Linked DNA regions of Mus musculus: regions 2, 3, 4 and 5 are each linked to region 1. The links are chromatin contacts, called in public HiChIP or PLAC-seq and capture Hi-C maps. All regions are on one chromosome and are shown on one strand. Each heading gives the region's core, a stretch centred on a gene start, on an enhancer-like site or on the middle of the called end of the contact. The rest is flanking DNA. Distances are from core to core; before and after follow the strand shown.

Region 1 (5,764 bases), core at 943-3,442:
AAGAAGGACCACGCTTGAATCTTCTGCGCAGTCAGCTCTCTCACTTTACAATAGACTGTGATAGTGCCCTAATAAGAAAGAAAAGGTCAACTGGGCCAACGTGATGTTTTCTCCGAGTTGCTTTTGCTCCAGCCTCTGACTTCATGAAATTCTTGGAGTTTCTCCTTGCAGCAAGCTGTGCTCATTCATCAACCTGAGTCATTTTATCTGATTGAGCCCAAGTCTCCCCCTCTTTGGTCTGCCTCCTCTTGCTGCTGAATAAATCATCCTGGGGAGAGTCCAGCTTGGAGGAAGAATTGTACAGGAAAGTTCCATCTGCCTTCAACTCCTCATTGATCCAGGCTGAACCCTCGGGCTCCAGGAAACAGAAGAACCCGAGGAAACGTCTCCCGCAGGCACTGATGCTTAGGTGGTCACGGACGCAGGTGACTGCACAGGTGCCCTCAAGAAGAGAAAAGCCACAATCCCATCTCTATGTCCAGACCAGAGAGCTTTGGGGAAACTCTTCACTCTTTAGTCCCTTTCTCTCCCCTCCTCCAAATTAAAAGATTAGCCACCCTAGAGTTTCAGAAGTTTCGGAAAGCCTGAGTCCAAGAATCTAAAAGTAGAATAAACTGTTCAGGATGATGTATACATTGGTTTCGTTAATGTCTACATAACAACCTGGCTTTTGGTTTTAGTTTTGTTGTGTTTTGGGTTTGGTTTGTTTGTTTGTTTGTTTGTTTGTTTGTTTTTAATGCTTTGCTCTTAATTTCTAGCTCCCAAGGGTCAACCAGACCCTTAAGGATCAGTTAACAAATTAATATGTTCACAAGCTGAACTTAAAATAGAATCAGCTTTCTTTCTATTCAAAATCCATCGTTTAATCGAGTTCCTTCTCTCTTGAGTGCACCAAATTCCAGAAATGCTGGTGAGGAATGATAACACCTTAAAGGACTTTCCCCTGTTCTTTCTGGATGCTCTATGCGAGGCAGGTGACCTATAAGACTTGGAAAGAGGAGTCAAAACACAGGTTTCTGGGGCACAGTCGCTACAAATAACCCTGAGAATGGTTTGGTGTGGATGGGAGGAGGGCGCTCTGGATCCTCAGGGAAAGCTGTTTTTGCTTAGGACCAAAAGGAGCTAGGAGTTTGCACTAGAAGAAGGCATAAAAAATCGCCTTCTCGGGGTTGGGGTCGGGGGAGATAGGGTGGGGTGGGGGTTGGGAATAGTGTCCTGGAGACCGCTTGGCCAGGTCATTTAGGCTTTCATGGGACGCCGCGGGGTTGCGAAAGCGCCCAGAGCCTGACGTCATTGACCATCAGCTGACTGTGTTCAGGGCCCGAGCTTCACTGGCTGCAGCCGCAGTCGCTGTGGCAGAGGTGTTGATTTCCACCACCTGCAGAATGGGGCTCCAGACTGGTACTGCTACCAGATCCCTGAAAAGCCAGACTCCAAGGACCCCGCTGGATTGGATGCTGATGCAAGAACCGCTGCGGGGCAACTTGGGTTTTGACCGCGACCCTCAACATACCTAGGCAGGCAGGAATGCTGCCTCCAGGAGGCCCCTGGAAATGCCTTTCCGAAGGTCCTCCTTCGCACCTTTCTTGACAGCCCAGTCAAATTTAGTATTCGAAATATGCAGACCACGCCCCCATCCTAATACCCTCTACTACCCAGACCCCGGGAGCAGAGAAAAGTAAAAGGCTGCCCACCGCTATGAGAGTGGCTTCTTGAGAGGATTTTAGTTTTAATCTGAAAGTTGGCATTAAATACACACACACACACACACACACACACACACACACACACACACACTACATCGCTCTCGAGTGGGGAGGGCGGAAATGAGCCCCTCTAGTGCGCGTCTCTGGTCTCAAAGAGTTCGTGGGCAAAGCGGCCTACGATCCTGGCTCTGCACCTGCCAAGGGCAGGAGCCAGTGCTTAAAAAAGAACCGCGGAGGAACCAGCGGGCGCGGCCAGCTGGAGCGCTCCACCGCAGAGCTGCCAGGCTCGGGGCTCCAGCAGCCCGCGCTCGCTCGACCCACCGGTGCGGCCCTTCAAGACCTGGGGCGTCCTGTGCAGATCTGGGTGCCTCCGTGTCCCAGCCCCCACCCCTCCCCCACCCCCATCCTGGGTTCCGGGGGCGTGGTTTGGCGCGGGGGCGGGTTTAAGTCGCCGCGGGTGTCTGACCGCTCTGACAGGTCTCCAAATTCCTCCCAGGCTCCGGTCCCGCTGCGCGGTTCCGAGCGCCCAAGTAGCCCCGCGCTTCCCTGGATCCGGAGGCGTCTCATCGACTTCCACTCGGCCTGGAGCCTCTTCTCGCTCAAACCTTTCGCCTGCCGCCTCACCCGCCAAGGCTCGTTTCTCAGGCTCAGGAATCCGCTCCTGTGGCTTCTCTTCGAACTCAGCTGTTGGCTTTATTACCCTTCCCACTTGTGCTTTCCTCACACCCCCTGGGGTCTGGCAGGCCCAATGGACTCCAAAGAGCGAAGTGAAGGGAATGGGAATTGTGTGCTGCGACCCATCAGAATCGCTACTAGCAGCGGTGACTTAGTCCTGTAGCGGAGGCTGGGACCCTGGGGCTAGCAGCGCCACGATCTTCCTTGAGGAATGCATCAGTCCAGAACCCGCGCTGCCAGTATTTGCTCTGGAAGTGGCCACAATGAGGAAGGAACCGAAGAGAGAGCTTCATTCAGCACACCTCCAAATTAACTGTTTGGTGACTTGTTAGTGCTAAGGCTACCACCTTTCTCCTGCCCTCCCGCGGGGCGCCCTGCCGCCTCACCATCACCCACACCTCCTGCCTCATCGCGCCCGCCTCCAGCTCCGCCCCGGCTCCCCATGCCGGCGCAATGGAGTTATCCGAAGGGCGATGATTGCCGCCACAGCTGCTAACTTAGCACCCATCCTAGCCATCGGTTACCCTTGGCCAGCCTTTCTGCAGCCGCCGAGACGTGGGCGTCCAGAGTCCAGTGCCGCAGCCAGGACCCGCCCGACGCGCAGCAGAAGCGCGGCGCCCAGGCGCCTCTTGGAGAAGGAAGACTGCGCCAAGACGCTGAGCTTAGAGACAGCCAGGGGGCTGGAGCGCAGAAAGGGACAGCGTGGCTCAGAGCGCTGAGGATTTCGCGGACAAACAGCCACCACTTTCACTGCGTATCCAAGCTGAGCTGATTGGCGGGAAGGTGGCTTGCCAGTACACAGGGGTCCGCTGCATTCTACCAGGAACACCTTGCTCCTGGGCTCACTATGACTTGACCTGTGGGGGCCCTGCTCAGGGCTCCTGCAGTCGAACAGCTTAGGAAAGAAGGGATCGCTGCCAAGCGGCCTTTGGGTCTTTAGGAACCCCTATCACCAACTGACACAACCAGTGTCTGTGCCTCCCTCCCCGCGGACCCAAGCCATGGAGCTCTCGGATGTGCACTGCCTTAGTGGCAGCGAGGAACTCTACACCATCCAACCGACGCCCCCGGCCGGCGACGACGGGAGCGGCTCTCGGCCGCAGCGGCTGCTGTGGCAGACGGCGGTGCGGCACATCACGGAGCAGCGCTTCATCCACGGGCACCGAGGCGGCGGCGGCGGCGGGGTCTCCCGCAAAGCCTCGAACCCTGCGGGCAGTGGACCCAATCACCACGCGCCGCAGCTGTCTAGCGACTCGGTGCTGCCTCTCTATTCTCTGGGCCCCGGAGAGCGAGCGCACAACACCGGTGGCACCAAAGTCTTTCCGGAACGCAGCGGGAGCGGCAGTGCCAGTGGCAGCGGGGGCGGGGGCGACTTGGGCTTCCTACACCTTGACTGTGCCCCAAGTAACTCGGATTTCTTCCTCAATGGAGGATACAGCTACCGAGGGGTCATTTTTCCAACCCTACGCAACTCCTTCAAGTCTCGGGATCTGGAGCGCCTCTACCAACGCTATTTCCTGGGCCAGAGGCGCAAATCGGAGGTAGTGATGAACGTGTTGGATGTACTAACCAAACTCACCCTTTTAGTCCTGCACTTGAGCCTGGCCTCGGCTCCAATGGACCCTCTCAAGGGCATCCTGCTAGGCTTTTTCACTGGCATCGAGGTGGTGATCTGCGCCCTCGTGGTGGTCAGGAAGGACAACACCTCCCACACTTACCTGCAATACAGCGGCGTGGTCACTTGGGTGGCTATGACCACCCAGATTCTGGCAGCAGGCCTGGGCTATGGGCTTCTGGGCGACGGCATAGGCTACGTGCTTTTTACACTCTTCGCCACCTACAGCATGCTTCCCCTGCCTCTCACCTGGGCCATCTTGGCCGGCCTGGGCACATCTTTGCTGCAAGTCACCCTTCAAGTACTCATACCCAGGCTAGCGGTCTTTTCCATCAACCAGGTAACTCCTGCTTGCACTTGCTTTTCAGCTCCACTCCCATGGGTTGTTTAGAAATAACTTCTAGAGAGCTGGGGAGGGGGCATTCTTGTAAGTTTGCTTCCTTAGCTTACTTAGGCTTTGTGCGTCTCGGGGGGGCTGGGGGGGGGAGTCAAGGCTCATAATAACTGAAACAAAACGGCTAACTTTACTCTTCTACTCTGGCTGGTAATTGTCCTCTAACATAAGCCTTTCCACTGACACCCAAAGTCTACAGGACACACAGAAGAGGAGAACTGCCTAGATTTGAGCTGTGGCGCTTTGCTAACTCACAGCAGATTGCTGTAAGGGTTTCTTCACTTGGCTTTCTGCTTGGCTTGTTTCTGAATGGATTTCATCTTTGCTAAACATGGAATTGCAGTGCTGGGTGCCCTCCAATAGGTCCTCCCCATCGTTCTCAATCCTATGACAGGGATTTTATTTGGGTAATGTTAGTGCCCTTGGGGATCTACCGTGGTTTTGTCTCTGATTACAGTGCCCAGCCCCTGATCTCTGAATAAATAAATACATAAATAAATAGGTCTCAGGAATTTCAGGATGGCAGACTCTTGGCAAAGAATATAAGTTTTTATTAATTAAAAGAGACGCTTCAATGTAGATGTCTTTAATGAAATACTTAGATGAAGTCTCCAACTCTGTCACTCTCCTTTCTCCCTTTTCCTCTCCCTCATTAAATATGAATGTGCTTATGTGAACAAAGTTCACGTTGTCTCTGGCTGGGAAGGTAGACAAAGAATCTGTTGTTTAAATTCACTAAAACCAATTGATAATTAATGGCCTGACACTTTGTTTAACAAATATCTGGTACTTAGCAGGGAGAGTGGGTGTGGGGGCTTCTCGTTTACAGAGGGAAACATCAACAGACTCAATTTTGGAAGAAAGCAACTGTGAGGTGCTTGGCTAGGGGCCGTTTTGTATGCATCTGTCCTGCTCTCAACATCTCTGCTTACTCTTGTTGTATTGGATTGATGTTAAAACTCTTCTAGTCATGTATAGTGGGCAATCCCACTGCAAATGACTGATGATCTGCAGATCACTAGCCCCAATAGAAAGCTTTTCCCATCATTGCCTTCTGGGGTTTAATTGGATTGGGGGTCTTTTTCCTTTCATGTTGGCTGTGTCTATTTGCTGCGGCTGCTTATCTGGTTAGTTGGTTGACTGTGCTCTTCAAAGTGTCTCCTCCAGGAAAAGCTAAGAGTATCTAAAGCATGTAGCTGGGATCATTGGGCAGGAAACAGGGAGATAAGAGCCCTGCTGAGAGCTGGGTGGGTGAACTTTTCTGCACCATAGGCAATGGTGACTATTCTCTGGAAAATATCCCAAGCTTTTAATATTTGACGCATAGTAGAGTGTCCCTTGAAGAAGGCCTTAAGGCCTTTGCCTGGGATTGTA
Region 2 (5,764 bases), core at 2,042-4,541, 990 kb before region 1:
GTAATTACAACCAGTATTCTAAGGAGCAAAAAGGATGCCTACTTCAATGGAGTAAAAAGGATGTTCCTTTTAGTGTGTTTAAGTTAATTTGGCTGGGCCATTTTTTTAATGGACAAAGTTCATATCAATTAAGGGCTTTGGGGAGGAAAGAGTAACAGGCCCTGAGACCTTAGCACAACTGACACCATGTTAGAGACACCATTCTGACCTTACAGCAATGTAGACTCCCACTACCTGCCAAAATGGGAGTCAAGTTCTAATTCATTAAAGACCCAGGCTAGGCTCTGTGGAAGACTTTAAATATACTAACCTTGCTCTTTGACTTCTGTAGTTTCCTCACTAACTGTTGTTGGTAACTGAAGTGTGTGACCAAGGTATAGTTTTTATGCATAAAAGGCAGAGAAAGATAAGTCTCAGGGCTACATGATTTGGGCAAATTTCACATGCAGTTGCAATCTGGCAAAACAGACTTTCTATTCAGCTTTTAGACTGTCTCCTTGTTCTCTGGTGGAATTATCTGACAATAAAAGGATGGCCAAAGGTCTCCAGAAAGCCACTTATCACCTAGGATAGGTTGGTAGCTCAAGCCTACATGCAAGGCTGTTTTCTTGAGGAGAGCCCATGTGGACTCAACTACTCTCCTTATTGAGACTACTAACCAGCCATGACTATACTTTGACAAAGCTCAAATATGGAGTACTTCAGAAGCTTGTGTTGGGATCTGATAGTGTATTTAGACAAGAGCTCAGAGGTCCATATGGGACCAGTTCTCTACAATCATACCTTCTGAGTGAACAATGGTGGAAAACACACAAAGTCCACATGCAAACTGCTTGCCCAGTGGTTGAGTCTGCTGGTCTCCCAGAGCCTAAGAAAGACTTAAAACAAGTATATCTTGACTTATGTGATATGGAAGAAGAGTAACAAGCCTCAGGAGATGACAAAGAACTGGGATTCTAATTCATGGATATATGGCTACCAGTGCTTATCTAATTAGGTAAAGTAGATGGAAAATTTGTATGCCCCAGATACCAAGTAGATTATGTGATTACCTGGACTTAAACTACACTCTTCCTGGAAGGAAAAGGAGCTTTTCTATATACTCCATGACACAAAGGAAAATCTATATTGGCAAGAGAAAGAGTGGAAGAGAAGTAAAAGGAAAGTAGTAGGAAGAGAGAGAGAGAGAGAGAGAGAGAGAGAGAGAGAGAGAGAGAGAGAGAGAGAGCACATCTCAGTCCCAGAGCATGTCTCTATATAATTGCATGTATTTTTCTCTTTCTGCAAAGTGTAGTTCTGGGCTCGTGTGAGTAAAGAATTCAGCTGCTTTCATAGTGGAATCTGTCATTAAACTCTTACTGAGAACAACTCTGTCTTCTGTCTGTGTTTCTAGGGAAACTCAGTTTTCACTCTATTCTACCAGAAGAAAATAGAAAGTTATAGCTCTAGACAATATTTAGCATTATGGAGATGTCTAGTTATGTTGTTTAGAGGGTCTGGTGGGGATTACCACAGGCATCCAATAGGTGCATGGGCAATCTTTTAATGGGCAAGACATTACCCAATGAAAAGAATCCTTTGAACAAGAGTGTCAATAACAGATTCTAAAATACATTCTTTCTGTTAGATATGTTTACCTCCTTGTGGAAAAATTACCTGATAGAAAATCTCAAGTAGGAACAATTTGTTTCAGCACCTGGTTTCTGAAGATTTAAACTTTGCTTGCCCCACCCCTGCGATTGGCACATTGGAAGCACATGGCAGAGAGGGGTTCTTGTCCCATGGCCAACTGAAAGCAGAGTAAGAAAGAGAGATAAGGAGGTACGAATGGAAGGAGAGACAGACAGACAGACAGACAGACAGACAGTCAAAGAGCCAGGAACAAGATCTGTCTGGTAGTAATTTACTAGTCTTTCTCTAGCTAGGTCCTACTTCCCAAAGTTTCTTGAAAATAGTGTCACTAGTTGGGGACCAAGTACTCACCACATTTGCCTATGGTGGAGCACAGTTCATACTGAAACCATAACATCCTTTTACAGGCTAAGTTCATATTTAAACCATAACATTCTTTTACAAGCTATGGGAGAAAAATCTTCTATTCCTCTGCAAATGTCTAGAACTTCCCTCCTAGGTAGATTGTTAATGCCTTCACATCATTTAGTAGCAATGTTCTTGAGATCCACAGAGGATCAGTTTGGCTGTTTTGAGACCTGTGTCCCACTGACTTGACAGCTTTAGAGACAGTAGCTCATCTGCGTTTGTTGAATACGACTTAAGCAAATATAGCTCCGACCCTCAGTGCATCTGAGTGACCTAATGGCCAATACAGACAGAAGTTCTAACACACAAGGACAACTTCTTATGTGGAGAAGCCCTTCAATGTGGAGTCTTCTGGGAAGACTCCACTGACCCTGACACAGCCATCTGACTAGTTCTGCTCCTTCAAGAGCCTCAACCTCAGAGGATTCATGGCCAGGCTGACTTGATCTGTGTCAAATGTGATAGCATATGTGAGATGGGATAAATACCTCTGTAAACACTTGCTTCTCCATTCTCTCCCCCTAAGATTACACAAACATCCTGCTGTGATGACTGTAGAGACAAGGACAAAGTCCTCATTACCACTGGTGGCACACTACTGGAAAGGAAAGTGGTCTACAAAGAGTTATGCAGAGAAGGGAAGATTCCGAAAAGCCCCTAAAGCTTTTTTAAGTGCATGGATGACCTCCATGTAGCAGACATGAAAGCCAAGATGGAGCTCAGTGGGACTGGAAGTAGAACCTAGGGAGTTTAATTATAAAGCCCCCATTTGACTGTACCCCACAACTTGGATAGAAAACTATAAAGGAATGAGAAAGCAAATCCCCATGTCTAAGCAGGGACTTCTAAAGAGTCACTGTCGTAATGACTAGGCAAGACAAAGCCTGCCTTTTTCCTAGCAAGGGAGCCTGTGACTTTCAACATCTTTCGGCCTCCAGAGTTATTCCCTTGTGATCCTCAGACATAATCAGAGAGTCTCTGAGACATTGAAGTGGGGTGGGGGGTATGGAACAAGGCAGCCATTGTTCTTTAATTAGAGCTCGGGTCTCCTCAGAGGGCTCAAGATGGAACTGTTTAATATAAAGCCTTCACCTGTGCCAAGGCATGGCATTATGATACCTCCTCCCCTCCCATGCAGCCCACCTGCCAGAGTGCATGAAAAGCTCTTGGTATGAGTCTGAGAAGGTGCTCACATGACCAGGGGTCTTTGACTGAAATATAAAAGACACTGTCCCCATTTCCTCAAAGCCAAGCAACACTGGATCATTCAACAGCCTTCGAGTGGAGCTTCACTTCACGGTAGGTACCTCCTCCTTGTGATCACATAACGAGATAGCAAGAAGAGAGTGAAGGTGGAATGGGAAAGGAGAAGGAGGCAGGGTCAGATAGATGGAAGAAATAGATTAAGGAAGACAGATATGGGTGGGAGACAGGAGAGAAGGAAAGAGGAAAGAAAAGAGAACTAGATGGCAGAAGTGGATGTGTGAAAGAGGGAATAAGGAGAGAAGAAAAGATGAGAAGGAAAGAAGGGTCAAATCTTTAGCACTGTGTGATTCCTGGATGGTACTTAGGGTGTTGCTGAACTCCAAAGCACTCTGGGTCCTGGTAGAAGGAGATGCAGTGCCAAGTTGACAACACTTGCTAAACTGCACTAGGAACTCCTTTGCTCAACCTCCCTACCACACACACCACTTCAGCAAGGGCCCCATAAATCTGTGGGTCAACAACTGTGTCTAGGGTGCCTGCAGTGGATCAGTGGACTTGAGGATAGAGTTCCTACTTGGTAACTCATGGCAAGATTCTCCTGGATCAACTCCAGGAGTCTCAAACTGTTACTCATAAAAATGAGCTCCATCCATCCAGCAACTGAGCCTGGAGGATCCAGGCCAATTATCATGGTCTGGTTCCAAGATAGCCACAGGATAAGTCAAGTAGCCACAGGATAAGTTGTCAGAAGGTGGCCTTGATTCTACTGGGGGATGGCCACAAAGGGCAGCCTTGGGGTACAAGATATAGGCCTCCTGACTAAATTGTAACAACAATCAGGAAGCTAATTGTTTTGGATCATGCAGCTGACCAGACAGGTGAGGGTAGAATCCACAGAGCAAAGGCTTAGATTGGATTGGTTAATGGTTTGAAGCACAGACATTGGCATTCACATTGCTTCCCTTGTGCCTGTCCATCGTTTAAATACAATTTGGCATGTTGATATTTATATTGTTTTTTTTATTTTTAAGTCTTAAGGTTTTGTTTCTGGACAGTGCATGGAGCACGTTTGGTGGGCCACCTGACACAAATCGTGATCCAATTAATGCAAGGAACAAGATCCATAAATTTATAACCTAGTTAAAATAGTATATTAGGATATCTATAACATATACAATATATGTTATATATATATATATATATATACACATATATATATATACATACACACACATATATACATGTAAATTTACCATCTTGTCCATTTTCAATGGACAGTAGTGTGAAGTAAATTTTTGTTTTTCTATCATCATTTTCACTGTCACTTTCAGAAGTGAATATGTCCCCTTCCCAAACTGAAACTCTGTACAAAGCAACCTCCCCACCACTCTCCTCTCTTCTCTATGATAAGTTATTTCTTAAAATAGACTAGTCGTGGATCCATGCCTTATGTTTCAGTGACTTTTCTTATTTGCGCTCCCATAAATTCTAGGAGGTAGAAGTCAAGTAGCCCTCAGCCTAAGTAGCCTGAGATCAAGGACAGTGGGGGGAGTACACTCCTGAGACCTGGGTCAAAGATGGCAGCTCTAACTGGTACCCCTACTTTATCAAGGGCTTCAGCACAAAAAGGGGACAGGATGAGCCTTTGGCTACAGTGTAGCCAGCTGCTGCAATTGCAATCCCCCTTTTCATGAGCAGCTTCTGTAGTTCAGTTATCACAGTTTGTGGGTGGAGATTAACTCACTTGGGCCCTGTAAGAGCTACCAGGCAGGTGCTACCACAGTAACAGGGAGTCAGACACAAGTGGGACCTGTGTGCCATAATTCACCAGCCTCCAAGCTTTGAAGGCTTCATCTTAAAAAACTTGCAATTTGACTAAGATGATGCCCATGCATGGCCCTTCCAAGTTAAGAAACAGTGACCACAAGATGCTATAAGTGCTAGATGGTGACTGCATTGAAGTCTTATGAGTTTTGATTTTCAAAAGGGTCTTCATTCCCCTCCTACTGAGATGCCTTTGCCGCACACTAATAGAGGTCCTTAGCACAGCCCTTTGGGAGACTTGTCTCATCATCCGTTCATTTCAATCTGGCTTTAGCCTGAACAGAAGGCAATCAAGGCTGGCTCTGCAAAGAGCCAGGGGAGCTTGTTGGACAGCAAGGGCTCTTCTGTTTTAGGAAATGAATACAGTAGAGCATTGTGCTGAAGGAAAATCAGATAGCAGTCAGTGACTAGAGGGCGCTCAGTCCAGTCAGATTTTTCAAGCATTCACTCCTTGCTCTTTCTTTCATATAATACCCATCCATTTTGTAGCCACCAGAGGCCATTCTAGAGACAGGTTTGTAGAGAAGCCACCTTGCAGTCCACATGTCTTCTCACTCAGAGTAAACTGAGTTTATGGGCAGGGTGACTGCAGCATGACAACCCCTAAACTGTGGAATACCTCCTTTGCCTCTAGAGAAGCACATTATAAAAGTGTTCTGCAGAGGGCACACTTGAGAGTCTAGCCTAGTTGTTT
Region 3 (5,764 bases), core at 1,895-4,394, 930 kb before region 1:
TCAGAACCTCTACCTACCTTGCTTGCTTTGGGTTCTGTTTGCATAGAGCTACGCACTAATTATATTATGGGGCAGTCACGACTAACTATTGTAGATAGAGCCTTGTCTGGTCGTCATACAGTGGTATGCAGTTCACACTGATGCATTCACTAGCTTGACTGAGAAACAATGCAGGGTCAGCCAATACTTGCTCGGACACTAGTGGTTCAGCAGTATCGGGCAGACCATCATTATTTCTCCAGGGCTGCAGAGTTGTTCACATGGCCTCCCCATGAGGTTGCAATCTCTCAAGACAGTAATCAACCTTAGCACCCTTCCATTACCATCTTCCTCACTGTCTGACATACAGTGAGCCTACTCCGTTAGGAAGCACGGCAAAGCAGCAATCCTGCTACCGCAGCCTTCGGGGTGCTGGGATTATTAGCATATGCCAGCATGCCTGACCTTCTGCTAATAGCTTAGTATTTTCATGTTCCCAAGAAATGGGGATCAAAACAGCAATTTGGATCATTTTGCAGTCAAATGTTTACCACTGATCTTGCTGTCAGGTCTAGAGTTGTGCACGAACTGGATTCATGGCCATGAGACTCAAAGATGCTCCTGGCTGTCTTGGATCATTCTGAATGCCTGCCAATCTTTGATCTCATTAAAAGTCAGTGAAATAATATTATTAAGCACTTCAAAGAGCACACAGACAGCTAAATTTAGTGTGCTAGCTAATCAAATTACTTACTTTCAACCTCGGTATCTTAGTGTGGAAGGGAGCTAATGCCGTATTGTTCTTAACTGCTCATAATTTTTAAAATCAATAGTAGACAACTGTTTCATAAGAAAAAAAAGTAATAACTGAGTAAAACTGGGTATGCCATAAAAAAAAAATCACTCTTAAGACTCCTACATGATACAAGGTCCACACACTAGGCAACTTTAAACATCAACTTTATAAATGGAAAACATCTATTTATACTTTAGGATTTCTATCCAGCCATGTAACTAATTATACCCTGAGATATTCAGAGTCCTCCTGAGCCATGATAAGGAGGCACTGTGAAAGAGAATGTAGCTTGTTCTGAGGGAGAAGGAAATAAAAGAAGCAAGGTTACATGTGAGAATAAGTACAAGACCTTTTACTATGAACTGCAGTTAAGGGAGCAGGGGAGAGGAAAGATGGTAAAGTACTCTACGGGATAAGGACAGAGCAGGACGACAGCGAACGACAGGCACCTAAATACACAGTGCAAGGCTCCATTTTCTAAACACTGCATCCAGGGAGTGCTTTCCCTACAGGACGGGCAGGCGACACCAGGGGGAGCTATATAGCTAGTTACCTTTGTACTTCTGCTTGGGTTTATGAGGCTTTGGGCCTGAAGAAAAGACAGCTAAATCCAAAGTAAAATTATTTAATCTTTTAAATGCATTTAAAAAAAAAAACAAACAAAAAAAAAACCTTAAATTACAGAATTCTTCTATGGTTTTATTTTTTGCTTTTTTGTCTTTTAAATGACAAATGTGAAACTTGGTTATTTAAAAAATATTTCATTTTGCTTATTTAAGAAGTATTAACATATTAAACTTACAAATGAATGAATAATAGATTAAAAATAACAATAAAACCAACACTTAATTTTCCTACGTATGAAAGGATTGATCCTATCTCCATCTTTAATGCAGTACTTTACTGGACATACCTGTCACCTGTGGCACATAAGGAACTGTCAGCCTCTCCACACTGTACCCGCTGCCACCCAGGGACTCCGCAATCTTGTTGGTCAAAAAATATAAATTTTTGTCATGTTTCTCTAAAGATTTCGGAAGCCTGTCAAGTTGATCAAAACAACAATCATTCAATATTGATTCCTGAACAAGATTAGGTAAGACAGCAAGGATTTCTACGTTGAAAGATGGAAGTATAAGCTCCCTAGAGATTAGAGAGAACACATGTGTTTTAAGTGAGCAAATCCCTGGTGTCAGGACTCGTCTTTCAGTCATGCATCACTAGTAAACTTAGCCTTGTCACTCTGCTAATGTCTGAACATGACTCAACATTAAAGGATGGACCACACTAAGCTCAGGTTTTATTTTTTCACACTAAGTAAAATATAGAGGAGAAAAAGTGAAAACGGAGCTGAGTGAATGCAAAGCCCAGAGCCACGGAGGACAGGAAGCCCATGTGTAGGCACAGGAGGCCCATGCTCTCTTCCCACTGGGGCGTTTTAGCCTATGTTGGTGCTTCCAGTACTGAGCCTCTGCTCTTAGAGCCCAAAGTGTTATCAAGGCCCAGCTTTCCCCCTGTGTGACACAAGGAAGATGGATAACATGAACTTGCTTTTACTGCTGTCCTGTAGTTGGATGTGTTGTTATGGTATTGGAAACCTTCAACAACAAGATTGAACAGAAGTGTTCATTTACATGAGAACACACACCAAAACAATGCTATAATTAAGAAATATATTACCACATTTTACAAAGTAGGATAAAGTTGCTATTTTCAGGACTATGTGTATATCTACATCTATAGAGTGCAAGTACTTTATAACATAAGGGAAAGGTTATATGGATTAAGTGACAGAAATGAGACAATCAGGATAATAATGAACCTAGAACAATAATTAATCCTTTGTAATCATTATAAGCAGACTAGTTTATATATTCTCTCTCTACACTCCTTCATACATAAAGAATTCACATACATGCATTTATCTCGGAAAATATGCTCTGGTAGAAAATAAGGGGCTTCCATAGTTCGAGTTTCAATAACCTGAAAACAAGAAAAAACACAGAGCAAAATTAAAAATAAAAAATCTTCTTATGACATTGCAGTGAACATTTACAGAATATCTAAGAACAAAACTGAAAAAATACCTTTTAGCACTACAAGTCTACCTCTGCATTCATACTCATTTTGTTTTCACATAACACTAAAGAATCATCAGCTATCAAAAGACTGATAATAAAATATACGAAGTGAAAAACAAAGCCTTACAGTTACTTAAACATACTATGAAGAAACAGAGCATGTGGCAAAATAATACAGACTTATTTTAGAAATCTTTTCAAGAGCTCTTTTTTCCCTGTGTGCTGGCTCAGTAGTTGCTCCTAGTTCAGAGCCCTGGGAAGGGTGGCTCCCCAAAGGGTCTGATTACTTTAACAATACCCAGGCCTCAAATATGCAAATGAGTTCTAAGTGAATGACCTGTTAGAATGCACCAAAAACCTACATTTAGCAAAATGTGCTACAAGTTCTCTTAAAAACCAAGGCTCTCCGACCAAGGCTTTCAGGGTGCATGTTCCCATTACACTACGCTCAGGACTCTGAAATAGATATGAAATCATGTCAGTCACTGTAATGGCCACTGAAGAAAGTTAAACGGTGCTGAAAGATGACATAATTCAGAGGCATATTAACCATCCACCTCTAGCTCTAACGCAACAAAGAAGTAGAACTGAAGATGTCAAGATTCACAATGGCTCAACGTGAAACAGGAAAATACTCTATTCTATACAACAACAACTTAAAAGCTGTTGCAACCCAAATATGACAACATTAACCATACTTTTGATTTAGAACCTCATATTTTCACAGAATCAATCCATCCATTCATCCATTTATGTATGTATGTATCCATCCATGTATCTGTCCACCCATATGTCTGTCCATTTATCTATTTAACTACTCAGAAATTAGCTGTTTATATACAAAACTAGGTTTAAGAACTTTTCTAAATCTCTCACCTTGCTAACATGCTGGCAAAATGCTGGAACGGCTATCATCTGACTCACAAAGTTGAGATAAGCTGCAACCAGGGCCATGATCCCACAACGATGAAACATTGACAGGTTATCTTCATTGATAATTGCACTGTCCTTAAGTAGAAAACAAACACATTTGAAAGATCAAGTTCTCACACTGCATCATCCCCTCAGTGATTCCACTGGGACACTGAAGATAGTCTAGATAGCTGACATTAACACATGGTGGCTGTGCAAATGCACTACATGCTGCCCCTTTATTACGTAAGACTCAAATCCAACTAAACAGTGCCACTTGCTGGGCTGGAGAGATGGTTCAATGGTTAAGAGCACTGGCTGCTCTTCCAGAGGTCGGGAGTTCAATTCCCAGCAACCACATGGTGGCTCACAACCATCTGTAATGGGATCTGATGTCCTCTTCTGACATGAGGGTGTACATGCAGATAGAACACTCATATACATAAAATAAATTAAGAGATAATTTAAAAATTACAAATACATAACAATTATTAAAAACTATCCTTTCCAGTAGACCGGAAGTTAAGTACAAAGACTTTTTCATCAAGTGCTGAAAGGTTTTAAATGACTTTAGTACACAGCTTATATTCACTGTAATTGAATCTATAACCAAAAACCTTGCTAATCAAAAATCAGGTTCATAAATAATCATACTTTCCTATAAGTGATATTTATTTCACTAAAAAGAACTTTTCTTCAGTGGAATGTTATGAAAGCATACCTGTAAAGCAATGGCCAGTCGAATGAGGTCAATAACCACCTCTTCATTGGCGAGCTCAATAGTTATCAGCGCCAGAGATGTATAAAGAAGCTCATAGTTTTTCTGAACATTGTCCTCCTCTTTGCAGCCCAGATATATGTGCCTGTATAGCTGTTGCCCATTCTGAAAGATACAGAAAAGGTCATTTTGTATGTTAACAATGTAGTACACAGAACAGCAATGACGGCACAAAGCAAATTGGTGTTCTCTAGAGCCTCTGCATCATTTAAAACTATTACTCAGGAATCCCCAGTATGGGACGCCATGGAGAAACGGAACTGTACAGCATAATGCACGAGCAAGCATAGTTGCAGCAGAATTACTAGTGGTATCCTAAGAGGAACAAACCCAAATATCAGTCAACAAATGCATAATTTGGATCATCTTACACCACATATAATATAATATGTATGGTGTCACCAAAACACTTAAGATGAATTTCATCAAAACACAACTAAATTGAAAAAAATTAAATATAAAAGAACATATAATTTATGACTTTTCATTCAACATACAAAAACTGACAAAAATAGTAATATCCCTTATCTAAGATTCCCTCTAAGAAAGAGTACGTGTTGTGTCCGGCCAGCAGACCACAACCTGGGTTTAGGTGGCGAGAGAAAAGAATGTAGCCAAGACAGTTACTCTGATCAAGGCTCAAATTTTATTGTTGCGACACTAGTTATGAAGGAAGGGGGAGGGGACCCGATTCCCGCCGAATAATCTCTGGTCCAGTAGAAAGGTGCACGTGTGTGGCTCCGCAGGTTCCAGCAGTGGGCGTGGCAGAACGAATGAGCAGGAAGCTCCACCCCTGAGCAAGCAGGTTTCAGGCTGGGGGAGGGGAGACTACAAGTACGGACTTAGAAAAATGGGATACAAGAGGTGCTTCTGTTATACTGTGGATTGCTTTAAAATAAAATAGCAATGCACATATACTTGCATTCCTACTAACGAGTCACTTTTTCCTAAATTAGCACACGCACTTTCGACAGGTGAGGAAGGGTGGTGGGAGTGGGAGTGGGAGGCTGGGGCTGGCCGGGAGAGGGCTTCTCCTCCAATGCTATAACTTTAGTTAAGGCCGCAGATTAGTACAAACCCGCCTGATAATCTAGAGTGCTCAGTTACACTTCACACCGTGGCCTCACCTTTTTCATGAAGCTCGTATCTTGTCGACAAATTTTCTCTCTTTTTATCTTCAAGTCAGCCACATCTGGTATTATCCTACAAACAATATAA
Region 4 (5,764 bases), core at 2,061-4,560, 860 kb before region 1:
TTCTATACTTCCACAGGTCTAACAGCAATGGATTCAGTGGACTCTGGACTGGCACCTCTGAAGCCATGCGTCAAGTTCAATCTTCTCTCAAGATGTCTTTTTGCAGGTTTGTCTCAGTGATATAAAGCTAACACAACATGTATTGTTTCAAAAACTCCAATTATCACCCATCCTTCATTCTGCACTTCGTCTGTAAGACAGCGATAACAGTTAAATATAATTAGCCTTATTCAAGTATAGGGGGACGCCCACATTACCACCGTCTAACAGACCTAACCTAATAGCAATGATATCTAAGTGTCAAAAGAAAGCATCAGCCACACACTGAAAACAGTTTAATAACAAACAACAAACAGTTCAGTGAATTCTCCCAGCTAATATCTAATAATTTCTCATACATAAGAGCACATCTTATTGGGCCTGTTTTTAAACACGCAATGTGGATGAATTAAGAAGCCCCTTCCATAAAAGCAGTTTGTTAGACTTTAAATTCATGCCTTTATAATGGAGTATCGCTTAGCACACCTGCAGACTCCCGCCTTCTTCCCAGATTCCTGTGGCAGGACTGAAGTCTGGGCAAATGATCAACTTTTTTATAAGCAAATGTCTCTCTAAGTTTACAAAAAAATTCATAGAATTTTGGCATAGCTTACATTTTTGTCAGTATAGCTTATAAAGAAACAAAAATTTTATTCAACTTTGGCTAAAGACAAATAAACATTATCCATGCTCAATGAAGATATTGGGTAAAGGGGCCAAATATGTGTCCAAGTACTGGTTCTTCTCTATTTATGACCTCAAGAAGCCATCAAAACTTACTAAAACCTATACATGGTGTTACACATCCACAGCCCTTTAGCAGTGGCATAAGGATCAGAAGCTCTAGGATAGCCTGCTCTATATAATGAGCCACTGTCTAAAACCAAAATGAAATTGTGATTTAAAAAAAAAAATCTGTGCCTCTGCCTCCTGATCTTCAAAAATAAAAAGATTGGATTAAGAAACCTCAACTTTCCTTCCAACTCAAAAGCCTTTGAAATTAAAAGTTTAACAATAGTCTAGGTTTGAAAAAAAATCATCTAATGAGAGCCCTGATGTCAGCCAGCCAACTACAGACTAAACACAGAATGACAAGGACAGGAGCTGTTCTGTGCTGGACCTTTCTTGCAGACATCCTTCTAGTTGCTTCCTCAAGGAGTTCTTGGCTCACTAAACAACTCCAACTAAACAATACTCCTTAGGCACACACTTGCTTGGCCAGCGTGGCTCCAGCATGTGAAGGTGGCTTCTGCTATCAGTGTCATTTCAATTCCAAGTGAACAACAAAAACAACAATAGAATGATTTATCTGTGAGCTGCTTGCAGAGTTCTAGAACCTAGAGATTAAAGCGATCCTCTTTAACCCTTCACTTTTGTAGAAAAGCACTGCATTTCATTAGCTAAAACACTTAACGGTTAACTGGCTGAGCATCTAAATAACGATTTTTTTATAAAAAATTAATTTCTTTTCCTAAAAGCACCCATAATACCATACTACAGTGACTGACTGTGTCACAGTCTCTGCTTATACATTTAGTCTACTTTAGACACGGGGCATCTAAGAAGCACTCCTGCCCACTGAAGAATCTCGGACACCTTGAGGGCTCTGACCATCAGGAGAAAAAAAGCAAGAGCTACCATTTCAGAGCTGAACTTCTGTCCACATCAGTATCTCCCTTTGATTCCAGGTGATGCACAGCAACAAATTGACAGATAAGTCATGATCATTTCTCTTGACCTCCTACTCACGGTGAGCAATCTGACACCGAAGTTCATCCAAAACTCACTGGACACAGTAAATAAATCAAACATCCTAAAAATGTAACTATCAGCATCCTCTCTAGGAAACTAAATGCTAGCACATAACTAAAAGCTCGATGATTTTGCAGAATTTTAATGGGAATTTTACCAAGACAGTCCATATGCAGTCTCATCTTTTGATGTCCTTTATCTTTCTCCCCTTTCGTTTCCCAGAAGATTGGCACGGTGCTAATTCCAAATAGTCAAATAATAGAACATGAGTGTAAGGAATAATAAAACTGGCAATAATGATCATGAACAAGATAGGCAGAGAATATACCTCCAGGCTGGAGGAATCAAGCAGAAATGTAAAGTAAGAAACACAGAATAACGTGCAAACAAAATAAAACACACTTGGTATTTGAGGGGTCAAAGTGACCTTTACATTATGATGAAAGGTTTGACACAGCTATGAGGCAAACCATTCTAGTATTCAGAAAGAAATCTTTACCCAACACTAGAAGAAATTGTGCATTTGAAGCTGCCTAGAAATCCCGTACTTATGTCTACAGAAACCATGCAGGGCTAGTTAGGAATTCCGAGAAAAACATTCACAAGTCTTTAAAGATTCTATGGCAAGACACACTTACAAGAGCACTACTTGCAAAGACCCTCAAAAACCCATAACCAGCATCAGCCACCCAGTTAGCACGTAATCAATGTGAGCCACATGATTTAAAGCCTCAGCGTGAGTATCTGGGTCACTCTTAGCAACTGTGTAGTACCTTGTAGTACAGTGTCTCTCTCTCAAAGCCTCGACTACCGGGGTCATCTCGAAACCTATCGTCCCTCTGGGACAGCCGGGATGCTTGCTATGAGTGGAGCCCGGGTCCCACCGCAGGCGGGCAAGCCAAAACCGCGTCCAAGTCAGCCAAGAAGTAGTCAGACTGACACACTTCGGGGCAGCCCGGCCTCTGGCCGCAGGGAGGGCTGCAGCCTGTCCCTCGGACCTAAGTCCCTCAAACTAAGGCAGCACAGGCCTCGACCTTGGGGCCACAGTCGAGTGGGCCCGCGCGGCGAGTGGACCAGCCCGGGCTTCCCGGGTCGCACTGGTCTCCGTTACCGCGCCGTCACCGCGGGCCGCCGTCAGTTCCCGTAACGCTCCCGCCTCAGTTTCCCCGAGGGTGCACAGAGATCCCGCGCTCCCCGCCCACGGGACGCTGAAGTCTAAGCGAAACTAACTCAGGGCGGACCGGCGCTTCCTGGAGGCGCTGCCCGCCCGCCCGGCCTGGCCCGACACTCACGGGTAGGCATGGCGACCCGAGTTCGCCGCGCTCGCCGCCGTCCCGGGACTCAGAGGGGAAGCGCGAGCCGCGCCGACCGCAGCATGACTGCGGAAGCCCGGCCACGGACGCCTCGTCGGGGCGGAGGACGAATTGCCGAGAGAGCGGACGCCGACCGGGTACAGCGACCACCGGCCGTGATCCGCGCCCCGTCGACGACGCGGTGGGCCGACCCACGCCCGTGACGTCAGCGCGTTGCCGCTGGGAGGCTCCGCCCCCAAGCGCTAAGCTCGGCCCCCAAGCGGTGACTGCTTGGCTTGGCCCTTACCTGCAGAGTGGGCAGCAGGAAGGCTGGCTGTTTTAACTCCAAGGTCACTTTAGGACTGTGAGGGTAAGGCCAATAGTCTTGAGTGTAGTGACTTTCCCCAGGCTCCCGTTCGGATCTATTTAACTGCCAGATTTGTGTCGGAAAGCCCAATGCTTTTGAAATGCACTTGGGTTATCTGGGGTGATAGTTGAGCATTTTCTCTGAGGACAGAAGAAAATGTCATTTCTCCTGGGGCTTCCCGTAACTTTCAAAGTGAGACAGTCCTCAGGACTTGGTCTTCTTCTTTCGAACAAGTTCTGAACACTTGGCTAACCCTGTTCTTAGCTCTGGGTATCATTAATATTCTACTTGATGGGTCTATTGGGAATCACAAATCTGGGTCAACCCTAGAGCCAGGGCATCTCTAATGTGGGCAGTACACATAACATTGGCCAGACACCATACTCTGGCCACAGCCCCTTTAGAGAAATAAAAGCAATGTCCAGAAGTCCAATACTGTGTTTCCAAAGTGGCTCATTTAAGAGACATGGAATTCTGCTATAGAATTAGTAATGAGTATATTACTAAGTCCTGAGCTAATGCTGCTGGATAGCATATGGGATGATGTAACTATACACTTTGGTTTGCAGACCTATACCCTGGAGCGTAGTGCCAACTTTCTGCTTAAGAAATAAGATTGTGAAGTCTGAAGAGGAGGAGATAAAGAAGATGAAGTAACCAGGAAGGCCTGAGGGCAATTACTCTTTGAGTCAACTTGGAATAAAACAGAATTTGAATTAGCAAAGGCCTTGGAGGAAGGGGGGGGGGTGTGGAGAATAGAAGCAATTTCTCGAGTGAGTCATAGAAACGAGTGAAGGGAAGTACACGTAAGAGATGTGAGACTTGTCCCTTGCTGACAGGGAAGGACAAACCAGCAAGGATGAAGCCCATACTTAAACAGGTTCTGTGATCGTAGAGTCGTCAATCTGACAGAATCTGGAATTACCGGGGATGCAGGCCTCTGGGCATGCCCGTGAGGATTATCTTGATTAGGTTAATTGAGGTGGGAAGACCTGGACAGCATAAGTGCCAAGAGACAGCTCAGCAGCAGAACACACAGAGCACTCGGCTTCCCAGCAGTACAGTCCACTGCTGCTACATCTTCACCAGAACTGACTGCAACCTTGAACTGTGAACCAGAAGAAGCCCTTTCTATGAGATTCAATATGGTGGGGTGTGCCTTTGGTTCCAGCCAGAGCAGGCAGCTCTCTGTGAGTTTAAGGACAAGTTGGATCTGTATATAAAGTCTCAGGCCAGCTAGGGCTACACAGTGAGATCCTGTACTAAAAATCAGCCAAACAAAATAAACACTTTCTCTCTTAAGTTGCTTATATCAGAAAATTTATCATAGTAACAGAAAAAATAACTTAAGCTCCAGTGAAGTGTGACCTCTAAATTATTTCCTCGTCTCACTTGTCTCCCCGAGACTTTCACTACCTTTGTATGCCTATACTGTCAGGTTTTACCCTTGTAATATTAATGATACTGTTGCAAGCAATGATATTCTGCCACTGGGATACCTAGTTTTAAAGGAATAGAAAAATGTCCATACTTATAAGTAGGAATACAAATGTACATTGTAACACCCGTATTCTTGCCTGGCAGATAGTGGTGATCCAGAACCCATTAATTCAATAATTCTACACACTGTTGGCTCTTCTAGTTTCATATTCTCAGACTTAACCAAGGTTAAATTGAAAATGTATAAGAGAAAAACCACCATTTTTATCTGTGATGAGAGCAAAGAGTTGTATTCCTTATTTTTCCTAAATAATATAATATGACAACTGTTCACATAGCATTTACATTGTACTTTTTATAATTAATCTAGAGATAATTTTAAAGTATTAGGAAAGATGCATGTATGCTATATGCAAATGCAGTGGTGTCTTGTATAAGGCACTTTAAATCTAAGCAATTCTGTATTCAAGGGAGATCCTGGAATAATCCCTCTAGATAAGAAAGTATGGTTCTATTTATTCAAGTGCACAAAAACAGTGAAGGTAAAAAAGAAGGAGTTAATAAGCAACTTTGTGTTCAAGCTCTGGATTCATTACTTAACAAACTATTCTATGCTCATTATTGGAGAAATAGTATCAAGTTATCAGTAACAGAGGACTGAGGCGTAGACTGGCTGCCTGGTAGAGAAATCTTGGTGGTAAGCAGCCACTTAGGAGGCATCAATACTGGTGCAGAAACAACTTTTGGGTGCTTAGCACTGCTTAGCTGTAGAAAAAGAAAGAGCCAAATCTTGACTCTGAAAAAGAATCCCTGGGATTCGTTGGCTGCTGAATAGGAAGCAATAAAGAAGCATCTGTTAGTTACATAACTCCAA
Region 5 (5,764 bases), core at 1,591-4,090, 640 kb before region 1:
GGTGGAAACTATGTTGAGTGCTGCTCTTTGATTTACTCTCAGGATTTATATCCCACATTCACTTGCCTAGGGAGGGCACCATCCATAGAGGGCTAGGCCCTCTTACAACCGTTATTAATCAGTCAAATGTCCCATAGTATCCACAGACCAATCTGATGGAGTCAACTCCTCAGTTGAAGTTCCTTCTTCCTAGTGATGTCAAGTTGACAGCAAGTATTGTTCAGGGAGTAGGTATTAATCCTTTTAAATTCCACTTGTTATAGGATGGATTTAGAATCTGTAGTTGCCTGAATGAGCAGTGTCCACCAGGCTCCGGTAATTGAATACTTGGTTTCCAGTTGGTGGTGAGATGTGGGAGGTGCTCCAGCCTTGCTAGAGAAAATATGTTACTAGCAGTGACCATTGAGATTATACAGCTTCGGCCCACATCTCTTTCCCTCTTTGTTTTGTATGTGTGGTGAAAGATGTAACTTCCTCACTTCTTGCTCTAGCCTGTTTCCATGCCTCACTTGCCATAATGGACTCACCGTCTAGAAAGTAAGCCCAAATGAAATCTTCTAATCAGTAAGTTTTAAGAGTTCCTTCATATCGTAGATAATGGTCCTCTATCTAAATATATCCTATAATTATTCTTCTTAGTGAATGCCTTAACCTTTTATCTATAATATTTATTTAACCAAATGAGCTGTGCATGCTAAAACAGATAGTGAGAGTTTCCAACTTTAAGATCTCAAACATACCATTTAAAAAATGATTTTGAGCTAAAACCCTTGCCATACTCCCTTTTATTAATAATTGCATACATTTGTAGTACTTTCTTAGATACTTTGTTAGAAACAATGAACGTAAGGGCAAGGATTGCTGTGTGTTGCTTTATAGTACGTTCTCAGAATCAAGCATATTTTATCTCCCATAAAATTAGCATTAACAAACACAAGTGTGTCTGGAAGACTGAATGAGTATATGGGTTTGGCTGCACTGCAAAGAATTTAGTGAGTTGGCCCTGTTGCATTTGACTGCACTGTTAATTACCATGTGGCTATGCTAATTTATTATTGCCCAAAATTTTGCATTATTTCCAAGTTTCTACCAATGTAGAAAAGGGTAATAGGGGCATCTTTGTATTGCATGCAAACATCCCTCCACATTTTCACTTGTCTCCATAGATCACTATGATAAAACAATCCTTGAGCCAAGAATGCTAGAGAAACTAATATTCATCACACAGAGTCTACGACTTTTATCACAGAGATTGGCTCATTTTCCCAAAGACACTTGAGATCTTCATTCTAAGGAAGGGTACTCAACCTATGGGAATCATTATCATTGCATTCAAAGGAAGTGCATTAAGAGCCTCTGAATTAATAGAATTTAAAAAAAAAACTTAAAGCTATAGGCTTATCTCCCTTGAAAAAGAGGATTTTGATTTGAACTTAAAGGAAGTACACTGGATGACAAGCTGAGATCCATAGTGAGTTTGACAGTGGAATAGGAGGTCCTTAGCCATCCTTCTACATGATAAATGAAAATTAAGCATATGTACTTAAGGGCTCTGGGGGACTCGCTCATAAAATACTGATAATGAATGTAATTTTCTGTCACACATTCTAGACATTAAGTTTTATGCTTCTTCACATAAGGAACATCATATATATATATATATATATATATATATATATATATATATATACACACACACACACACACGTGTGTGTGTGTATGAAGTAGACTGTTATTGTTTCCACTTTAAATATTAGTAAATGAGTCGTAGTCAAGTTGAGTAAGCTTCCAAGTGTCCTCTGTTAGTAAATGAATAGGGATGAGAAGGTAGGAAGTCTGAAACCATGCATCTGTCATGGGGTGAAACTCATAGTCAAGTTGATTTTCTTTAAAATGCATTCAATGATAGCCACAGGCATTATTTTTTTCACAAGGAACTAAGCCGGTTCTGTATTAGAGGACAACCACCCACAATTCCTTGCTCTTCCAACCATCTAGGTTTTTCTTAGCTAGTTGTGAACTGACTAATGTGAGAGTGTACTATCTTCCAATCAATGGAATGCATTTCTCTTATTGGTGGGGTCACCACTCTGAAGTCAATTGCCCATTTGCAAGCAACCTACTGGGAGATTCTAAGCAGTCTTTTGTTTGTTTTGACCTAGTGTCTTACTAAGTGGCTTTTGTAGATGGAGGACTGGGCCCTGCCCCTTCCTTTCTGGGTCCCTTGAAAAGATATATAAACTCATGGAAACCAAAGGAATATAGAGGTGGAGAGATCAGCTCAAGGTCACAGAGCTTGGGAGAGTTGACCTATGGTTTTGAATTCAGGGACATTGTGACATAAGATTTCCTCCGGGATCATAACAGTGTAATGTTCTTTTATGGATGAGAAAATAGAGGTCCGTATTGTAGAAGCTTCTTCCAGAGCACTGTCGTAAGTTGAGGGCAGATGACCCACTTTAGAACTCTTCCTTTGATACTGTTCAAGCCTTCTCAGGTTTTGTTCTTGAACTGTTAAGCTTTTATTCTTTTCATTCCAAATAGGTTCAACCATGAAGAAAGTCAGGATCATTTTTCATTGTCTCTCTTTTATTTATGTTTTCAGGGAAGGAGAGTTAAAAGGAAAGTCAGTAGTCTGGAAAATGAAACATTCTACTCTTGCCTCTAAACATGACCTGGCCAAGTTGTAACTCAAATCATTCTTTATACTCTTTGGTCATAAATCCTTTTAAACTCAGCTGCCATTAAAATTAATGGGAGAGCGCTATCTGCTCTTCACCTGCAGCAAATCAACCAAGGAGGCCCCTGGTCATAGCCCCTCCCTGTGTTTCTGCTGCTCATCTGAGGGATGCTGACTCAGTGACTTTACAAAGGGTTTCCAACCTTCGCTCTCTGCAGCAGGCTGCTTTGCCCCGGTTCCTAACAGGTTGTCTTCACTGCCTCAGCTCTTAGACCATTTTTGAATGTGAGAGAAATAGAACTTGGCATTCCTCGTGTGATGTGGAGAGCCTGACTCAGGAATCAGCCCTCCCCCTCCCCAGTACTACTACATCTAGCTTGCAGTGCAACCATAGCTGAGGAATTTCACCTCCTACGGCCTTGAATTTTCTTATTCATAAAACTGAATATACAACACTGAAGCCACACTTTCTTGGCACTAGAGAGCATATTGCTCTTTTGGCTGTACCCAAGGACTGGCTCTAACTCTAGGCTACTATATTTATACCCAATGAACTTACTCCTGTTTTGTCTCACATTTGAACAACACAATGGCTGGACCTGTGTCTTAGGGTTTCTATCACTAAAGCAAAATACCATGACCCAAAATAAGTTGAGAAGGAAGGGATTTATTTGGCTTATACTTCTGTATCTCCTTTTCATCAAAGAAAGTCAGGGCAGGAACTCATGCAGAGCAGGAGCCTAGAGACAGGAGCTGGTATAGAGGCCATGGAGTTGTACTGCTTACTGGCTTATATATCATGCATCATGGTTTACTCTGCCTTCTTTATTATAGAGTCCAGGACCACTAGCCAAGGGATGGCAGCACCCACAATGGTCTGGATCTTCCCCCATTAATCACTAATTAAGAAAATGCCTTCTAGGCCAGCTTACAGCCCAATATTGGAGGCATTTAAAAACATTCCATATGGTACCCTTCATAGTGCCCTCTCACAGAGCCCATTCCCTGCCCTCTCCTCTTCTCTTCTGAGAAGTTCGGACCTACCCTGGATTCCTTTCCACCCCCACACATTTTCTCCCACTGAGGTCATTCCTGTTGGGGGAATGGATTCCATAGGCAGGCAACTGCTTTAGGGACAACTAAGCTCCAGTTGTTTGGGGACCCACATGGAGACTGAGCTTCACATCTGCTACATAGGTTCTGGGGGTCACAGTCCACCCCCTTTGTGCTCTTTGGTTGGTGGTTCAGTCTCTGAGAGTTCCCAGGAGTCCAGATTAGTTTACTCTGTTGGTCTTCCTGTAGATTCCCCTTCCCCTTAACTGTTTCATAAGATTCTACAACCTACTTTCAGCATTTAACTGTGGGGTATCTGCACCTGTTTCAGTCAGCTGCTGGGTAGAGCCTCTCAGAATACAGTTATGCTAGGCTACTATCTGGAAGCATAACAGAGTATGATTAATAGTGTCAGGGATTGGTGCTTGCCCATGAGATACGTCTCAAGTTGGGCAGGTTAGTCGTTGACCATTCCTCCAGTCTCTGCTCCATCTTGGTCCCTGCGTTTCTTGTCGACAGGACACATTTTGGGTTAAAAGTTTAGTGGGTGGGTTCATGTCCCTATTCCTTCACTGTGGTTCCCTTGGCTATAAGAAGTGGGTTTTTCTGATTCCATATCTTACGCATCTTACCTAAGGCTACCTGCATTGACTCCTGGGAACCTCCCCTACCCCAGGTTCATTCTCCTGGCCTTCTGGCCTTTTCTCTGGTCTTTCCCTACACCTGATCCTGATGCCCCTTGACCTCCTCATCCCTTTTCCCATCCAGTTCCCTCCCTCCCTCTGCCTCCCATAACTATTTTATTCTCTTTTCTAAGTGAAATTCTAGCATCCTCTCTTGGGCCTTAACAGCATACCTGAAGGTCTTAGAACAAAAAGAAGAAAACATACCCAAGAGTAGTAGGTGGTGGGATATAGTCAAACTCAGGACTGTAATAATTAGAAACAATAAAAAGAATCAACAAAACCACGAGCTGGTTCTTTGAGAAAATCAGCCAGCCAGACAAATCCTTAGCGAAACTAAGTGACAGAGAGACGTATCCAAATTAACAAAATCAGAAACAAAAGAAACTGAGAAAATTTAAAATATCATTATGTCTTACTTCAGAAGCCTGTACTCCACAAAACTGGAAAATCTAAATGATTTGGATGATTTTTCTAGACAGTTACCACTTATCCAAATTAAATCAAGATGAGGTAAACTATCAAACAGCCCTATAACCCCAAGGAATTAGAAGCAGTCATTAAAAGTTTCCCAACCAAAACAAGCCCAGGGTCAGTTGGTTTTAGCACAGAATTCTACCAGGCTTTCAAAGAAGAGCTAATAACAGTACCCCTCAAACTATTTAAAAAAATTAGAAACAGAAGGAACACTGCCAAATTCATTCTATGAGACATATTTTAATTGATGTTTCCTCCTCTCCGATGACTTTTGATTATATCAAGTTGACATAAAACCAGCCAACATAACTTGATAACGCTATTTGGCCCAAATCACTAAGTTGATACCGTGGCAGCCATTGCAGTGGTGAGATTCAAGGGCTGCTGACACAAAATTTCACAAGTAGGCTAATGGTCTTCCAATGACTGGATTAACTTGAAGTTCAGGCCAAGAGAAGGGGCCCATGCCTAAAAATGCCTGGATGGCCAGAAACTGAAAACTTGCTCACCGACCTACAGTAGAACCAAACTTGACTGACCGAAAAAAATTAATGAATGTATTCCTAAGGACATTCTGCTATACTCATAGATCAGTGCCTAGACCAATCAACATCAGAGAGGCTTCATCCAGCAGCTGATAGGAGCAGATGTGGAGACCAACATCCAAATATTAGGTGAAGCTTGGGGAATCTCATGGAAGATGGGGAGGAAGGGTTGTAGGATCCAGAGGGGTCTGGGACATTATGAGTACACAGCCCACATACATCAACTAAGCTGGGCTCAGAGACGCTCACAGAGACTGAACTGGCAATTATGGTTCCTGTATGGGTCTGTGCTAGGGACTTTGTATACATCATGTGGTTGGTTAGTT

What was found. HiChIP or PLAC-seq counts read pairs in DNA pulled down with a chosen protein or histone mark. Capture Hi-C pulls out chosen DNA fragments and counts their contacts.
Region 2: an H3K4me3 HiChIP or PLAC-seq map of stem cell-derived neural progenitor cells shows a contact between it and region 1, with 7 times the contacts expected there. The contact joins the promoter of Oc90 here to the promoter of Adcy8 in region 1. A contact is called at or near these places in 7 of 39 promoter capture datasets (the 3T3-L1 cell line, the HPC-7 cell line, embryonic stem cells and 3 more), 1 of 484 Hi-C or Micro-C datasets (embryonic stem cells) and 2 of 115 datasets of contacts at active chromatin or transcription factors (embryonic stem cells and stem cell-derived neural progenitor cells).
Region 3: a contact with region 1 is called in an H3K27ac HiChIP or PLAC-seq map of embryonic stem cells, with 12 times the contacts expected there. The contact joins the enhancer-like site here to the promoter of Adcy8 in region 1. A contact is called at or near these places in 6 of 39 promoter capture datasets (the C10 cell line, cranial neural crest, hippocampal neurons and 3 more), 7 of 484 Hi-C or Micro-C datasets (the HL-1 cell line, cardiomyocytes, embryonic stem cells and 2 more), 13 of 115 datasets of contacts at active chromatin or transcription factors (astrocytes, cardiomyocytes, embryonic forebrain and 5 more) and 3 of 9 other capture datasets (adipose tissue, embryonic stem cells and liver).
Region 4: a contact with region 1 is called in a capture Hi-C map of embryonic stem cells, with 6 times the contacts expected there. The contact joins the promoter of Efr3a here to the promoter of Adcy8 in region 1. A contact is called at or near these places in 6 of 484 Hi-C or Micro-C datasets (cerebral cortex and embryonic stem cells), 15 of 115 datasets of contacts at active chromatin or transcription factors (SST interneurons, astrocytes, craniofacial prominence and 9 more) and 2 of 9 other capture datasets (adipose tissue and embryonic stem cells).
Region 5: a contact with region 1 is called in an H3K4me3 HiChIP or PLAC-seq map of neural tube, with 6 times the contacts expected there. The contact joins the enhancer-like site here to the promoter of Adcy8 in region 1. A contact is called at or near these places in 11 of 39 promoter capture datasets (3T3-L1-derived adipocytes, the C10 cell line, the HPC-7 cell line and 6 more), 2 of 484 Hi-C or Micro-C datasets (both in uterus), 7 of 115 datasets of contacts at active chromatin or transcription factors (embryonic basal ganglia, embryonic forebrain, embryonic hindbrain and 4 more) and 1 of 9 other capture datasets (embryonic stem cells).

Annotation. Positions count from the first base shown.
Region 1 is chr15:64,918,724-64,924,487 of GRCm38.p6, reverse strand. Adcy8 (adenylate cyclase 8) reads left to right here and starts at 2,192. Exons shown (of 18, transcript NM_009623.2): 1 at 2,192-4,336. The coding sequence starts at 3,383.
Region 2 is chr15:65,909,814-65,915,577 of GRCm38.p6, reverse strand. Oc90 (otoconin 90) reads left to right here and starts at 3,291. Exons shown (of 15, transcript NM_010953.2): 1 at 3,291-3,339.
Region 3 is chr15:65,853,516-65,859,279 of GRCm38.p6, reverse strand. It overlaps Efr3a (EFR3 homolog A), which reads right to left. Exons shown (of 23, transcript NM_133766.4): 14 at 5,674-5,749; 15 at 4,490-4,651; 16 at 3,733-3,864; 17 at 2,691-2,758; 18 at 1,689-1,816. Among named protein-coding and RNA genes, the nearest start is that of Oc90, 56 kb to the left of the region's middle. Within about 2 kb of position 3,144, at least 3 of the 459 cell types and tissues checked have an H3K27ac peak or open chromatin away from gene starts, as enhancers often do. A contact at or near this core is called in embryonic stem cells, where this site is marked.
Region 4 is chr15:65,784,566-65,790,329 of GRCm38.p6, reverse strand. It overlaps Efr3a (EFR3 homolog A), which reads right to left and starts at 3,310. Exons shown (of 23, transcript NM_133766.4): 1 at 3,084-3,310. The coding sequence starts at 3,093. Gm41339 (a long non-coding RNA gene) reads left to right here and starts at 3,287. Exons shown (of 3, transcript XR_875389.2): 1 at 3,287-3,453. It overlaps Gm41338 (a long non-coding RNA gene), which reads right to left and starts at 2,733. Exons shown (of 2, transcript XR_875388.2): 1 at 1,949-2,733; 2 at 1-190.
Region 5 is chr15:65,555,342-65,561,105 of GRCm38.p6, reverse strand. No RefSeq gene overlaps it. Among named protein-coding and RNA genes, the nearest start is that of Gm23907, 140 kb to the left of the region's middle. Within about 2 kb of position 2,840, at least 3 of the 459 cell types and tissues checked have an H3K27ac peak or open chromatin away from gene starts, as enhancers often do. A contact at or near this core is called in neural tube, where this site is marked.